3 separate regions of the Sus scrofa genome follow, and regions 2 and 3 are each linked to region 1. Evidence: chromatin contacts called from public HiChIP or PLAC-seq data. All regions are on one chromosome and are shown on one strand. The core of a region is the stretch at or near the end of the contact, and the rest is flanking DNA. Distances in the headings are between cores, read along the strand shown.

Region 1 (5,141 bases), core at 1,243-3,742:
ATTAGAGCATAGTTGATTAACAATGTTGTGCCAATTTCCACTGTATAGCAAAGTGACCCAGTCATGGATCTATATATATTATTTTTCTCATATTATCTTCCATCATGTTCTATACCAAGAAATTGAATATAGTTCCCTGTGCTTTACAGTAGGATCTTATTGCTTATCCATTCTAAATGTATTAGTTTACATCTCTAACCACAAACTCCAAGTCTATTCTTATTACACATGAGGCTAAGTACTTATTTTCATAGATTTTGACCATCTTGAGAATCCTTAAATAAGTTTGCTTGTCAGAATTCCCCTTCATTATGCTGTAATTAAATCATCTGAGTTCTTCTATAAGAAAGACCATTTTAGAGATGAGAAGAGTGAAGCTCAGTGGAATGCCATTTGTCTACGTTGGCTGGTTTGGAGGAACATCAATGTCAGATCTTAATTCTGTATGAGTAATAATAGAATGATATTCTACTTTGTAAATTTTAGAAAATGTGTGACGATAGGAACACATTTCTCAGGACCAGGGATGGAACCTGGGCAAGTGACGGCCTGAAGTTTAGGCTTCACTGTCTTCACATTAAATTCTTTCTGCTTCTGCTAAATATTTATTAGCAAGAGATGATGGGAGTTCCCATCGTTGCTCAGGAGTAACGAATCTGACTAGTACCCATGAGGATGTGGGTTCCATTCCTGGGCTTGCTCAGTGGGTTAAGGATCTAGCGTTGCCTTGAGCTGTGGTGTGGGTTGTAGACATGGATTAAATCCGGCATTGCTATAGCCAGCAGCTGTAGCTGCAGTTCAACCTTAGCCTGGGACTTCCATATGCTACAAGTGCACACCCCCTCAAAAAAAGATGAGTGTGAGTGCCTGGTGCAGTGCACACACATGATGACTCATAGTATAATTACTTTCTTTGGCCTTATGTCATCTCTAAAGTCACCAAGAGGTATACTTTCCAAGGTGGGGGCAGTGGGTGACCTGGACATATCATGCTGGAGTTCACTGCTCTCTTCAGGACACGTGTACCCTGCCTACCACACCAGGACCCCCCTTCCTTTCTTTGGGCTGTTTTCCTTCCCCAGAGCCACTATGTTTGGCCAATGGTTCAGGTCCGTGGACTTGCTTTATAGACTGGACATAGCTGCTCCTCATAATACTCAGAACCTGATTCAACTAAGGAACTATCTCCCTCTTCATTCTGTAATATCTTCCTTCTTTTTTTAGAAATTTGTATTATCATCTTATTTCCAGAGGTCAAGACTCCCCTTTCCTTTGGTGCTCTATTCTTGGCTTTAAACAATGACTTCTTTATTTTTGGAAACCCGTGGAAGCTTTGTAAGCACTCATCTGCCTTTTCCATGCCTAGCGCAATCGTCATCCCTCATTTCAACCATGTGCTGGGCTCCTGTGCTGTGCAGAATGGGCAGTGGACTAGGTGTCAGGAGACTAAAGTTCTAATCTTAACTTAGCTCCCTTCTTCATATCTGACCTTGTATCACACCCTTCCTTACCTTTTTGTATTCTAGAAATAACAGAATCACTGTGCATTACTTTAGGAGGAAATTTTAAGCAGTGGCTTCCATGTGGTTGGGCTGCATTAGAAAAATATGATATAATTTTTTAAAAAATGCAAATACCCAAGCTTAGTCTCAGACATTGTGAATCATGGGAAGGGATAGTCACTATGATGCTTCCCAAGGCATCACCAACAGCCAAAAAACCAGATGGCAGCTCCAAAAAGCCACAGTTAATTCAAGAAATAAGGGATGATTTTATTGCTTCCCTCTCATACAGAAGGGATAGCATGATATCAACACAAACTCTTTTCATCTAAGTCTAAGATGATTATCCAGAAGAATTTGAATTTTGATCTGTTGGCCAGGCACAGCTCTTACAGGCAACTTTGGACTCTACTTAGCTGAACACCTCAAGGAGCTGCCTCCTTGCTGAGCTTCCACTGGTGTTGGCAGCAAAGTTTCTGGGAACAGCAAGCCTCCCCAGTGGCAGGGCCAGTCTCTGAAATGCCGTGGGAGGTTTCCTTGTGCACTTTGGGCACAAGAGAGGCCAGGATCTGTGTGGCGCCTACTCTGAAATGCCACTGCTGATTCTGTGAAAGATCCAAGAGTGGATCAGATTCCCAAGGCCCCAGCTGGCGGGTCTGTAGGAAAATCAGATTCCTCTGAGTCCTTAGAGGTCACAAGAGGGTGTATGATTGCTCCTGGTCAGAGGCAGGGTGGCTCAGGACAGAGATAGGAAGGGTGTGGAGAGGGGAAAAAAGAGAATGGAAGGTCACTGGAAGAAGCTGACTCCAGTTAAAATATTTTCCCCAGTCTGGCAATTCTAGAGGTATGCATGTCTTCAGTACTACGCAGAGAGGTGGTCTTTCATGTCAGCAACCACATTCATACATCAAGGGAAAACACACATGTGCACACACTCACACACACACACACACCCCTTGTGTATATGTCTCAGTTCTGAGTTCATGAATCTCACCAAAAGTAGCAACACAACTGAAAACTGTGTGGAGGCATAGACCACACACACTCATATACTCACAACATAATTCACACATCCCTTGGCAGAACCTCAAATTCTAACCCTTTATTAGGCTCGTAGCCTGCAAGGCCAAGAGCTCATTCCTGTTTCTATTTCCCCAATGGCAGACCTGGCAACCTGTAGCAAGTGTTTATAGGATAAATTAATAGAGGTAAGAGAAACTATTTGGGTATATTCTCTTTTAATATTGAAATGTTGCTGTGATAAAACCTCTAAAATCATATACATGATGAATTGTAGCAAGATAAAGATGTTCATTGTATTTTTAAGTGGAGAACACCAGGTATCCGTGAGACTTGAAAGCTCTTAGTGAAGGCAAGTGAACTTAATAAAACCCATAAAATGATGAATTCCAAGACACACACATATAAGATAAAAAAAAAATTGTGAATCCATCTGGGTTAAATAGCATAATAGTGATCACACTGTGTTATTTTTAGTTGCATAAAACTCTAAACAGGGAGCTACTTGAAGGTAGCAGATTTGCATCACTTTCACCTGTAGCTCTGGTGCCTAGAAGTGTGTGTCAGATGCTCGGTAGAGGATTGTCATGTCATGATTAAAGTGCAAGGAAATGTTGACAAAAATCTATTTGAAGTGCATGTTTATTACAACGTCACATACGTACCTCTTTCAATTGACCTTGGAAAGAAAATGCTTTGCAGTTGAAAGGGAATAGAATGTGTACGGAGGTTTTCCAGTGTTTATTTTTACATTGAACATCAACCAGACCCCAAGGCTAATGCTATTGACCCGTAACACGCATAGAGATATGGCAAAGCAACTGGTCACTTGGTGAGTGAGCTGAAAGGCCATAAGGATTCTGTCCTCAATGGGACACTGCCATCTGGTGTATGCCCCAGGTTAGACAGCCAGGGAAGGGATGTGCCCCAGGGTCAGGAAAGAGAGGGGGGCAGAGCTAGCCCTTGAGGTCACACATTGCAAAGATGCTTTGTAGACAGGAATGATCACCTATTGGCCTGGACTCTTAGAGATGAAAGATTAAATTATCCAGAGATGGGATGGAGGGGATGCTAAATAGTAAGGAAAAAAATTCCTCAGTGTTGGCAAAGGGTGGAGCATTTCCCACTTGATTATTTCATTTAATCCTCAGAGTCAAGAGCAAGGAAAATATTTAAATGCTCATACTCCAAAAGTGAGGAAACAGAGGATCATAAAATTTAAGTAACTTGTCTGATCATGCAGGTAGAACTAATAATCAAACCACTGCTCCTCTCCCTGTACTTTGCTCCCCCTATGACTTTTCCATTTCAGTAAATAGCCTGTTAAGAAGAGGGATGTTCTTTTCTTCTTCTGGCCTTTTTTTTTTTTTTTTTTTTTTTTTTTTTTAAGAGCTGTACCCGTGACATATGGAGGTTCCCAGGCTATGGGTCCATTTGAAGCTGTAGCTGCTGGCCTACACCACAGCCACAGCAATGCAGGATCTAAGCCATGGCTGTGACCTACACCACAGCTCACAGTAATGACAGATCCTTAACCCACTGAGCGAGGCCAAGGATCGAACCCACATCCTCATGGATGCTAGTCAGTTTCCTTAACTACTGAGCCAAGACAGGAACGCCTATTTTCTCCTCCTAAATGTGGTTTCAAACAGAGCTAAACAGTTCTCAGTGATCAATAATCTATTGTGATGGATAAATGCACTCAGTGTTCTTGACTTGTAGTAGCTTACCATCGAGGCAGAAAGAGACAAACACATATTACAGTCAGTTAACACTTAAAAATTAGTGCAACATCAAGCCAAAAATATTATTATGCAAATAATAAGTCAATAATTGCTATTAAGAAATGCAGGAGTTGAGGAAACAAATCTGTAATTCTAATCCTATCTTGATTTAAAATGTCGATAGTTTGTTTGTTATGTATTTTTTCATTAATTTTCTTTTTTTGCTCTGTAAATACATTTTTCTAGCTTCACTGAGATGTAATTGACATATATGTTGTGTTAAGTTCAAAGTGTGTGACATGTTGATTTGATATACTCATAAATTGAAAAAGGATTATCACTGTACTGTAAGATAAAACTTTCATCAGGTCACACACCATTTCTTTTTTGTGCTAAGAACATTCAAGAGTTATTCTTTTAGCATCTTTCAAGAATATACTATAGTTTTATTAATAGAATCACCATTCTGTACATCATATCCTCAGAACTTATTCATCTTCACACTGAAAGCTTGTTCTTTGACCAATGTCTCCCCATTTGCCCCTATTCCGCAGCCCATGATAACCACCATTCTGGTCTCTATTTCTATGAGTTCAGCATTTTTCGATTATTCATATAGTGATATGACGCAGTATTTGTTTTTCTTTTTCTGAATTATTTGTAATTAGTGTAGTGCCCTTAAGCTCCATCCTTGCCATTGTAAATGGCAGGTGTGTATGTTGATGGTCACTTAGGCTGTTTTCATATTTTGACTATTGTGTATATGCTGCAGTGGATGTGGGAGTGCAGACCTCTCTTTTCATTTTCCTTGGGTAGGTATCAGAGGAAGGACCACTTGATTATGATTCTATTTTTTAATTTGTTGAGAACCTCTATACTGCTTTCTATAGTGGCC
Region 2 (5,141 bases), core at 1,828-4,327, 490 kb before region 1:
TGATTTTTAGGGATGCTTCCCTAATGAAAGGGGTCATGATGTTACCACTGCCAAGTGTCCTTCTTTGACGCCTTTGCTTTGTACACTCGCCTTCATTGTTCACAGCGTTTTGCATCACACCTTCAAGGAGGCCTCCTTCCTTGTCATCTGTAGAGTTAGTCGTTTGCTCCTCTCTGCTCCCTTAGCATTGTGCATCTTCATCAGTCTTTTAGAGTCTGTTTTTCTCACTCTCCTGCAAGCTCCTCGAAGGCATGTCTTATTTGTCATTGTATCCTCCAGTGACTACCTCGCATAACGTATGACATGTACTAAGTGCGTAACAATTTAATGAAAGAATGAATAAATGAATGACCTAGAGAGTTGTTGGACCAGGAAAAGATGTGCATTTTTTTCTGAAATGAGGAAGTGTCACTGGCTGCCTCTACCTTCCAGAGAGGGGCTTTTTATGGTCCCTCAGACTTTCTCTGTAACAATTCCTAGTCAGGATACTCAGAGGTACTGAAATTAAGCCCATGGCAAGAATTAGAAACTGTATTTAGCAAAGACTTTTTTTTTTTTTTTTTTTTTTTTTGGCTGATGCTGATTTTTCCTATCTCTGTGAAACTCCTCCACTTCCTCAGTTCACTTATTTTTGTAACCTCTCTGGAGCCTCGACTCTGGATCTCATAGGACCCGATTTGGCCACTCCAAGCCTATCATGGGCCATAGCATCAGATAGTTTCTTTTGGACTTACCTCCAAGCCCAGTTGTGCTTGTGTATATTATTCTGACTTTGCTAAGTTCTATTGAGATGAATGGGGTGTTTGTCAAGGCACATCCCTTTGGGACATTGTGAAAAGGAACTGATCTTAAGTAATGAGAAGTTGTATAATTGAATGGACTGTGATGATGAGGCAGAAAATACTACCACATGCAGCTCTGTTCTTCCTCCTGGGGAGAGAGTGACAGAGGGATCATTGCTGTCTCTGGTAGAGATCTCTTAACCAGTTTGGACTTGCAGAGTATAGAGTGGAATAAGGGGTACCCAACAAGTGAATTTTTGCTCAGTGATTAGACAGCTGGCAGTACCTTCTCAGCTTTCTGGAAGAAAGACATACGTTGAAGACAGACAGAAATTTAGCATATTTTAATAGAAAAAAAATGTCAAAGAGAGTCAATAGAGTTTGTATTGGGGTTCGTTTTTTTTTTTTTTTTTTTTTTTTTTCCAGGGAAAAAAATAGGGAAGTTATGTGCTGGCAACTGGGAGTCAGGTATGATTCACAGTTTTATCTCTGGTTTAGTGCTGAGTTCTAACTTGAGGGAGAAATGGTGGAACATTCTGACTCAAGTGCCTGGTTCAGAGTAGGATCAAGAACTCTTATGAACGTGTGTCATCATACACTGCATGAGCCCCCTGTATTGGTGGGATAAAGATCACCCAAATAAATGAAAGTTGAACTTCACCTGTAAAACCACCATAGAGGTGAGCCAAAGTAGGATAAGTCAGTAGAAGCTACATAGGGATCTTACGGTTTCTCCTGTCTTCGCTTCCTCTCTTTTCTATGTAAATGAGATATGATTGAAAGAACTTCATCATGAAACTTGGGGTCGGTTGCTGCAACAACAGCCCTCCGTGGTACCACTGTTGGTCTCTAGTCTTAATGACTTTGCACAAAAATGCCTCCTTATTCTTGGGCGTTATTGAGAGATCTATGCTTTTGCTGTCTAGCATATGCAGGAACTGGTGTGTTTCCCTGTTCTGGGATCCTGTTTATTTCTTGTTTTTATATGATTACCCTTCTTGGCTCCTTCAGCTGCTTTTCATGTCTTATGATCACTCCTTCAGGTCTTTGAGTTGGTCAAGTAGGATGTAGAGCTAGCCTGCTCAGTTCATATTCTGGCTCCTTAAACTGTGCAAGGTAGGACTAACTATAATGCATTATAAGGGAATTCTCTTGGGAATGAGACATGCTATGGAGATAACTCAGAACTGTAGCTAATACAGTAGGTATTCAATCTGTGCTAGATTTAGTTACTGACTCTTAAAATCATACTGATGGATCTAAAGGCTATGTGATGACATTGGCTTATTATTTACATTGAGTGAAATGAATTAAACTTTTTTTTTCTGGACATGGGCATGAATGAATATGCAGCAGTATCAATACTTAATATTCACTAAATTAAACAGATTACCAAAAAGTCCTTAAACATCAAGAGGACAAGAAAAGTTAATCCATTTGCCATTTTGTCTTTTTGAAAAAAATAGAATTAAAGGTTCCACTTGAATATAAGGTTAACATTTAGATACTAACTGTCTTTGTAATTCTTTCTTAAAGGTTCTTGTCTAATTGTTATAGTAATTAGTGAAAGTTACCAGCATGAGCTCTGGACTCAGTCCTGAGTTGGAATCCTGCTTCTGCAACCTACTAGTTGTGTCACCATGTGCAAATCATTTAACTCTTACTACTCATTTTATTCCCTGACTGTAAAACAGATCCGAATAGGCACATGGTTTGTTATTTTATTAAAATGAGACACTGCATGTAAATCATTTTGGTGCCTGACATAAGGAAAGTATTCTATAGAAACACATATTGCACAGCTCTGAGGGGCTTCATTTGACATGGTAGTCTATGTAAATGGCACCCTTTTGAGTGGTGCAATAAGTGGCCCTGATACAAAAATTGGTATTCACTAACATTTTCATTATGATGACACAGCTAGGAAAAGTCCCTGTGAGCCAGAAATACATGATTATCTGCTCTTTCTCTGCCAAATGTGGAAGCAGAAAAAAATGGCCAAAATGGGTATATTAGAAACTTACCAGTGTTTCGCTTTAATTTCATGTGAGGGATTTCCTCAGTGTGTGTTGCATTTATCAATGGTCAAGCCTATGACTCTTGGGAAACTTACTGGGGGAAAGAGGAGGCATCATCTTTTCTTGCTAGATGTTCCGCTCGCCAGTGTTTGATCCTGCCCCTCACACCCCCCAGGCACGCGGGCATCATAGACGGCTCTTTCAGGAGGTGGTACCAGGACACCAGTAGTATTTTGCAAGAAGGATCCTTGGCTTTGCCTGTGGAGCAGGGAATGTGATCTCTAGCTGGGAGCCAAACCACAAGCATGTGAGCAGAACCTCGAGCTTGGTTCCTGCCCAAGTACATGTAGGGAGTGGAAAGACAGGGAACCTTTGTGAAAATGAGGCAGCCTCACGCGCAAAGACAATTCCACAATGGCCAGTGGGATATTTCACCTTTGTCCCAAAGGAGAAACATGGTTTCTTGTTTACCTACAACCACCTCCTTTGGAAAGGGAGCCTGCTGGTTCATTTTCCTGGAATGGGGGTTCGTGGCAAGCCATTCAACCTAAATGAGCCTCAGTTTCTTCATCTATAAATTGAGACTAATAATAATTTTTCTGCCTATAGTATAGTGTCTGGGCCAGGGTTGTTGCTCCACCAATGCTTGCTGTGAATGCACCCAATATGATGGGCTTCTCCAGCATGGACCATACAGTTATGTTTCTTCTTGTTATTAAGCAACAGAGTGTCTCCGGTTCCATTGTGGCAGGAAGTTAAAATTGCTTTTCTTAAACCCCTCTCTCATCTCACAGATCATAGTCCTAATTGTTCCAGATATTCCAGATATCTAGAGGATCCAGCCTTTAAAAAAAAAAAAAAAAAAAAAAAAAGAACCACCAGACTAGCGGGTGCCATGTCTTCTGCCTGCACCGCTACTTCTGTTGCTGCCACACAGTGTCACTGTTGGATGGTGATCGTGTATAGCACTGCGGAGCCTGGTCCACTGCTCTCTACACGGACCCAGTGATGTCCCCTGGCTTGAGCTCCAGCTTGCCACCTTCTTTCATCACACTCACGTGCTAAGTCAGTGCTCCTCATAGCATTGTATCCACACAGAGTGGCAGGCTCTGGGTGGATTTCTAGGTTCAGCCAAATCCATCCTTCCCCATGTCACCCCTTTGGGCTCCCTCCCCTTCCTATGTGTCCTCTTTGGGACCTTAACAGAGACTGCCTTTTTCTAATAGTGAGATTCCAATTAACATTAAGTGAGACCTTCCAATTTTTTTTTCCAGGAATTTCCTTATCCCCATGGCAATTTGTTCACCTCTCTTCAGTGGATGGGTCTACCTTGCAAGTGATATTGAGAGGTGTCTTTGTTAGACCACATAGGATGCATTACATCTTTCCCAGAAGGAACTGCTCATCTCTACATAACTAGAGAAAGACTTACTTTGCCCCCAACCCCTGGCAGATGAGTACCCAGTGTCACATGAATGATTAATGTATGTGAGAGTGCCTTCTAAACTAAAGCCCTATAAAAGTAAGACCTTATGATTATTATTAAATGGACAGGGGTGATTTAGACACATGGCACAAGCAAGGCTAGCACTCATGAACTTCAGGCTGTAGCCAGAAAGCTGTCTGAAGGAAAATACTCTCTAATGCCTTCGAGGATGTGGGGCCAGTTGGCTTTTCTTAATATTGAATTGTGTTCCTTCTTTTTCTCTCACTCTATGTCATCCATTTTCCTATTAATTTCTCTTGCTTAAGCGTCATAAACCACCAACCAGTCTGGGCTGAGCCGGTGAGAGTTAGTTCACCCAGAAAACCAACCTCTTGCATATGGGGGAGGCCACAAACACATGTTTCTGGAAGCAAAGGAAAAAATATAGTATGAATGGCTTAGAATGGGCCAGGTGCCTTTATACTATCTCATTTAATTCTCAAAACAACCCTGAAGACTTTTCACATCTGAGGAGAGAAAGAGAGAATTGGTGGGCTTCAGGTGCAGGCCCAAGTCTACACTGCTCTTGAGTGGGAAGAGCCAGCAAGAGGTGGGATTCATCATCTGTGGTTGTTTCCACTCTAGTGCACCCCCTGGCGTCTGGAAAGAGAATTACCTCCACTTAAAAAGGAGCTTTCAGACATTTTGGCATCTGAGTTATTGAGAAGAAACTGCAGGCAGTAATATCATTCCTTCTGGCTGAGTTTCATCTTCGCTTTGGGGTCTTCTGATTTTTATCCCCTTAAAGCAACCACTTATAGGGAAGAGAATGCCCACCATGACAATGCTAGTATTCTCTCTTCTTGAAGTACCTTATGTCAGCAGCCCAGAACCAGCAACACTAGGATTCCTAGA
Region 3 (5,141 bases), core at 1,391-3,890, 420 kb before region 1:
ATAATTAGTCCAGCAGACAAATGTCTTGGCCCATGTTTAAACAGAGCTTTAAGGACACAGTGTTCTCACCAGTCAGATATCTAAATACAAACCAGTGTCAGCTGCCACGCAGACCAAAATGTAATAGCCTGCTTTCACAGGGGTCATCGTCAATCCATTTTGGTCGTGGCCACACTGCACATCTGTTTCTGCGCTGCAGCTCCTTAAGGTGGCATTGGACTTCATCAGAACACAAACATCCCAGCTATAAATTGCCACTGCTGGAGTGCCTTTGAATAAGTGTATACTGTTTCATATTTATAATGGTGAGGCTTCATAATATTCACAGTGAATATATAACACCGATCAGTTCAACAAGCATGAAATTGTATGTTGTCAACTTGTCACATAAATAGAGTCATATTCCGGCTTGCGATAATGTTGAACTAACATTTTTTTCCCCCATAATTGTTGAGAGGGTCACCCAAAAGTGGGGAGGTAGCACTTCCTTTGGTCGATAAACAGTTGGGGCTATTGTAAAGTTGATATTACCGTTGATGGGTTCCTTTGCTCCCCTCTCTCCAAAGTGCTTGCTTTTCTTGGGTGAATGCTAATTGGCTAATCTGGTGTGTTTCTTCTGTCATCCAGTGGTATCATTTTCAGCCAGTGCTAGAAGGCTTTTTTTGGGTTGTGTATGTGTGAGTAGCTTTTTTTGTTCTCCTTTAAAACATTTTTTTTTTCTATTCTTGTAGCGCAAATCAGTGCTAATTGTCATGAAATTCTCTAACCATCCTCTGGCAAGCTCTCTCGTTCATTTGCACTCCAGTTAACTCTTAATTCATTACCAGAATCCCGGGTCATAGTGAAGGCTGGACATTTTGATCAGACTTTCTCATGATAGAGAATTTAGAGAGATGCGGCAAAGAAATGATTGCACCAAATGTGCAACTTGCTTAAAGGAGAAAGTGCGGGGGGAGGTGGGGGGCAAATGAAACCGACGCATCGGTCGCCGGGGAGCAACTACAGAGACCAATTTCCACAGTGGCTGATATTTCAGCACCAGAGGCATGAGAAGAAACGGATGCCAAGTACTTTTTCACTTTTGAGAAATTCTTCGATGTGTTCAATCCTCCCCATCTTCCTTCAAATGGCCCGGAGTCAGAAAGTGTTGCCAGCTCTCTCTGCAGTCATGTGAATTTCCCTGGTTAAAGTGGCTGACTTTAAAACCTCAGGATGGTGCTTTAGGAGGTGTGGATTACCAAAGGGTATTACTAACTCCGATGTTTTCATCCCATATCGTGTGTGGTGTGGATGGTCATGTTTTCACGTAGAAGAAGCCATTTGTCCGCCAAAGCTCCTGGTCTCCAGAAATATTTTCACATTTCTTCAGGCTTCTGGTTAAAAGTTCCTCTCTTCTCTCACTGATGTCTCTATCCATTCCTCAAAAAATGATTACCGTCAACCATTAGCATGCCCATTAGCATGTCACTTCCTGGGGATACAGTGGTTCCATGCAGACAAAGTCCATGGCGCCATGCTGCTCATGGCTGATGATGAAGATGCAGCTTGAGAACCCAGTAAGATACAGTCTCTGATAGAGAAAGCCAAGCAGGGACTTTCTCCACTGGCCTGTTGTCTTGATCATCGATCACAGATAAATTCTGCCTTTCTCAGGGGGTGGGGGGGGTTCATTTACCATCTTCAGAAGTGCCTTCTCCTGGAAGTGGAATTTGGCTGGAGAACATTTCCCTTGGCTAATGGGACCTTCTGTTCCAAACCAAGGGCCCTGGGCACAGCGTCTGGCAAATGCAGGGCAGTGGGACAGAATATTTGAAATGGGGAGATCTGGCTCTACCGTGCCCTACACACAGTGTGTTGAGAAAAACAGCAGTTTGCTCATGGGGATTGCTGAGGGAAGACCAGAAGAAGGAGCCTTCAGGGAAGAGAGAAAGGCTGTCAGCAGAAGGTTCTGCAACCAGGGTGCACAGCTGATGTGAGTGGAATGCTGAGTCCCTGGCAATGCAGGTGGGTGCCTTTGGGTGAAAATGATTCTGCACTATTTGAGGCCTGTCAGCCTTTCTCTGCGAGAATGGTATTTCCTGCTGGAAGGACTGACGCGCTTTTTTGCCTCTCTGCGACATCTTGAATGTGGGGCCTTCTCTGTGTTGTCTCATGGACAGTCCTTCCCTGGGACTGTCTGGCCTTGGGCGATGAGGCAGGCATGAGAAGAAGGCTCTGTACCCCTTTCCTCTTCTCTTGGGAGGTACCAAGCTTTACATCTCTACTGAGCCTGATTCACTTAGATCGTTTTCACGTCCCGGTAATTCTCCAGCTTCAATTTCTTCTCACCAGTCCTTTCTGAGAAGTTGATTTCTGCTTCTGAATGCTGCTTACATAGGGGAAAAGGCACCTCTATTATAGGAATGCCCTTGGTTTTTCCATGGACGCTTGGCCTAAGGACATTGGCTTCCCTGGGTGCCATCTCATTTGTTCAGATGTGAAGTTGGAGCTTCTGTAGTCCAGACATAGCTCTCCCGGGTGTCCAGGGATCCTCGCCAACTCAGATCCTGTCCAGAAATGTTCTCATGTCAGGATCCTCTCGTGTCTTGCCAGCACATGCTTAGCAGGGACACCCTGATCTCCCCTGAGCCTCGTCTATCAGCCTGCCTTTTCTTCTGGGCAGGGCTGCTTGATGGGCAGGCTCGCCTCCTGTTCCTACTGAAGAAGAGTCTGGGCAAACGCTGGAATGCCGCGGTGCCGCCTGGGATAAGTGACTTCTTTCCCCCTGCTGGTCCTCAGTTCCAGGACTCTGCATGCAGTAGATTTGAGAGTTATATTAGGTCACAGTGCCACTTTCGAGCTCCTTTAATCCTATCACCCGGCAATCCATGTAGCTGAGGTGGCTGCCCTGGTCCTGAAGGAATTTGTGTCAATTTCTCCTGGGACAAATCTAGTCTGGGCCACTTGGCAATATTTGTTCCAACTGCACATTTTGACAAAGACGTTTTGGCCACACAGAGCCAGAGAATTTGCTGCGTGCTGATGTGTTTGGGGGGAACTGAATGTTGCCTGGTCTTGGCAGATAACTGAGTCTGGCGATCTATGTGGCATGATCCATGCCCTGTTTAATTTGTCTTTGAATGGCAAATGCGTTTCTTCTCTGAGTCAGCAAAAGCCTTGATACCCTCCAGTGGTACTGGGTGACTTCTCTGTGATACAGAAAAACAAAACTTGATCCTACTTTTTTTCCCTTTAGTGGCTGGTTCATTTTTATTTCCAGCGACGTTTCATCGCTGAAAGAGAAGATGTATGTTCCATAGATGGGATGCAGTTTTACTTAATCACAGTGGTTATTTTTATAATTCGCATTAGGAGACCTCATTTCTCTGGCCATTATTAACTTAGTGTTATTAATTGTCTGAAACATAGCTGAGAAACACACCATTTGTAAAAATGTCTCTGAGAAGCCAAACCAGATGGGGAAAAAAAAAAATCATACCCTCAAACTCAATGCATTTTATTACCAGATAAGCTTCTCCAGCTCTCACTTAGCATTTGCTTCCTTTTGTTTTACTTTCAATTTAAACCAATCTAGTTATCTGTGTTCTGAGCACATGGGAGATTAGAAGAAATGATTTAGAAAGTTAATGAGCTTGTAAGAGGCAAGGAGTGGGAAGTAGGAACTGACCCAAAGAGATGAGACTAAAAACTACAAAAAGTAGACAATCACTCAAAATACGACTGTCTGGGGCCATTTCAGTAGAGGGCAGAACACTCTATACTTTCAGGGCTGTATTTCTAAATAGCTCCCTACGGTCATTTCATAATATTGTACAAAGCTACAAAAATCAATTCTCATAATTTTTAAGGTGAGGGAAATATGTAAATGATTTTGAAATCTTTCCATTAAATGCTTTAATAAAAAATTTGGTGCTTAAGCGATGCAACTTTTCGATTCTTCTGCACACGTGCCAAGATGGATTAACGCCTGATCATGAGAGATAAATGAGGCATATACACAAACACACACATGTTTTTACATCTAGAGATTTTCACGTGGTCTGGCATCCCTCTGTCTTTCCCGCGTAGTAATACCTACTAGGAGAATGTTCCATGAAATGTTAAACTTCATTGTATAATTGGTCAGCTCACTTTCCCCCTTGAAAAATACAACTGGTAAAATTTCCTCCAATAAAAACACCAGTGATTTTTTTTTCTTGTGTTTTAGGAACGATTTTTACTGTAGGGCCCTTGGTCAAGACAAGCACAGCTCAGCAGAGTTATCCTTAAATAAGTAATTCCCCACATTACCTTAGAATGAAATTGCTTATATTTTTCCCCGTCTTTGCTTTCCTACTCAGTCCTCAACTCCACCACCACCCCAGCAATGCATAATTCATGTGTATATTTTCATTGAGAACACACTCAATTGTATTACCAGTACTATGAGTGATTTCCCCATTTTTTCCCATTTTGTTTGGAGATCCTTATAAATAAATCACCAACTGCAAGGCTTGCAAGGCAATCACTAAAATGTGCTGCTTGGGTTTGGATCAAGGATTTCAGATAATATGCAGGCCTGGGTTCCCTAAATCTCATTTCCGTCTCGAAAGCCAAGGAAAGCGATAACTGTGTCGTCTTTATCCGAACTCTCTGGCCCAGCTCTGTCACCTTTCACCGGAGGGGAGAGAATGGAAAGCTTGGGTTTCTCTACATGGACCCTGAGCTTTGGTTAGGCTATGACCCCGCATTAATATTCCACCTTTGGCAATTTCAAAGAATGCTGTCCACTCTTCCTACTGTAAGCAGCCTGGCTCCCCTGGTGCTTCTCACGCTTCTCCTTTGTATGAAGGCATTTGTGCCTCCCTTCATGTCCCTTTCAGGAGTAATTCTTCCCTTGTTCAATTTTTCCCTTTCTCTTTATGGCTGTCATAATAGTCCCTGATACAGTCAGGCAGCGGTGACCCTGTCCGTCACTCACCTGCAAGCTATTCTTGAACCAGCGGATGGTCCCTGAGTGACCAGATTAATTGTGCCAGTGGTGGGCCTTTCCACCCGACCTTTTATCCGGCAGCATAAAAGCCGATTCCAGGCTGTGTGCAAGCTGGCCGCCCCGCCATCTCAGTGTCCTCCGTGGAGCCAGGTGGTGGAAGGAGAGAATA

The links. HiChIP or PLAC-seq counts read pairs in DNA pulled down with a chosen protein or histone mark.
Region 2: an H3K27ac HiChIP or PLAC-seq map of skeletal muscle shows a contact between it and region 1, with 7 times the contacts expected there. The contact joins two enhancer-like sites. A contact is called at or near these places in 2 of 47 Hi-C or Micro-C datasets (heart right ventricle and skeletal muscle) and 1 of 2 datasets of contacts at active chromatin or transcription factors (skeletal muscle).
Region 3: a contact with region 1 is called in an H3K27ac HiChIP or PLAC-seq map of skeletal muscle, with 7 times the contacts expected there. The contact joins two enhancer-like sites. A contact is called at or near these places in 4 of 47 Hi-C or Micro-C datasets (fetal liver, psoas muscle and skeletal muscle) and 1 of 2 datasets of contacts at active chromatin or transcription factors (skeletal muscle).

What each region holds. Positions count from the first base shown.
Region 1 is chr8:17,502,667-17,507,807 of Sscrofa11.1, reverse strand. No RefSeq gene overlaps it. Among named protein-coding and RNA genes, the nearest start is that of PPARGC1A, 440 kb to the left of the region's middle. Within about 2 kb of position 2,492, at least 3 of the 83 cell types and tissues checked have an H3K27ac peak or open chromatin away from gene starts, as enhancers often do. A contact at or near this core is called in skeletal muscle, where this site is marked.
Region 2 is chr8:17,992,772-17,997,912 of Sscrofa11.1, reverse strand. It overlaps a transcript of PPARGC1A not described here. Among named protein-coding and RNA genes, the nearest start is that of PPARGC1A, 48 kb to the right of the region's middle. Within about 2 kb of position 3,077, at least 1 of the 83 cell types and tissues checked has an H3K27ac peak or open chromatin away from gene starts, as enhancers often do. A contact at or near this core is called in skeletal muscle, where this site is marked.
Region 3 is chr8:17,926,045-17,931,185 of Sscrofa11.1, reverse strand. The region is part of intron 2 of PPARGC1A (PPARG coactivator 1 alpha); the gene reads left to right. Among named protein-coding and RNA genes, the nearest start is that of PPARGC1A, 18 kb to the left of the region's middle. Within about 2 kb of position 2,640, at least 4 of the 83 cell types and tissues checked have an H3K27ac peak or open chromatin away from gene starts, as enhancers often do. A contact at or near this core is called in skeletal muscle, where this site is marked.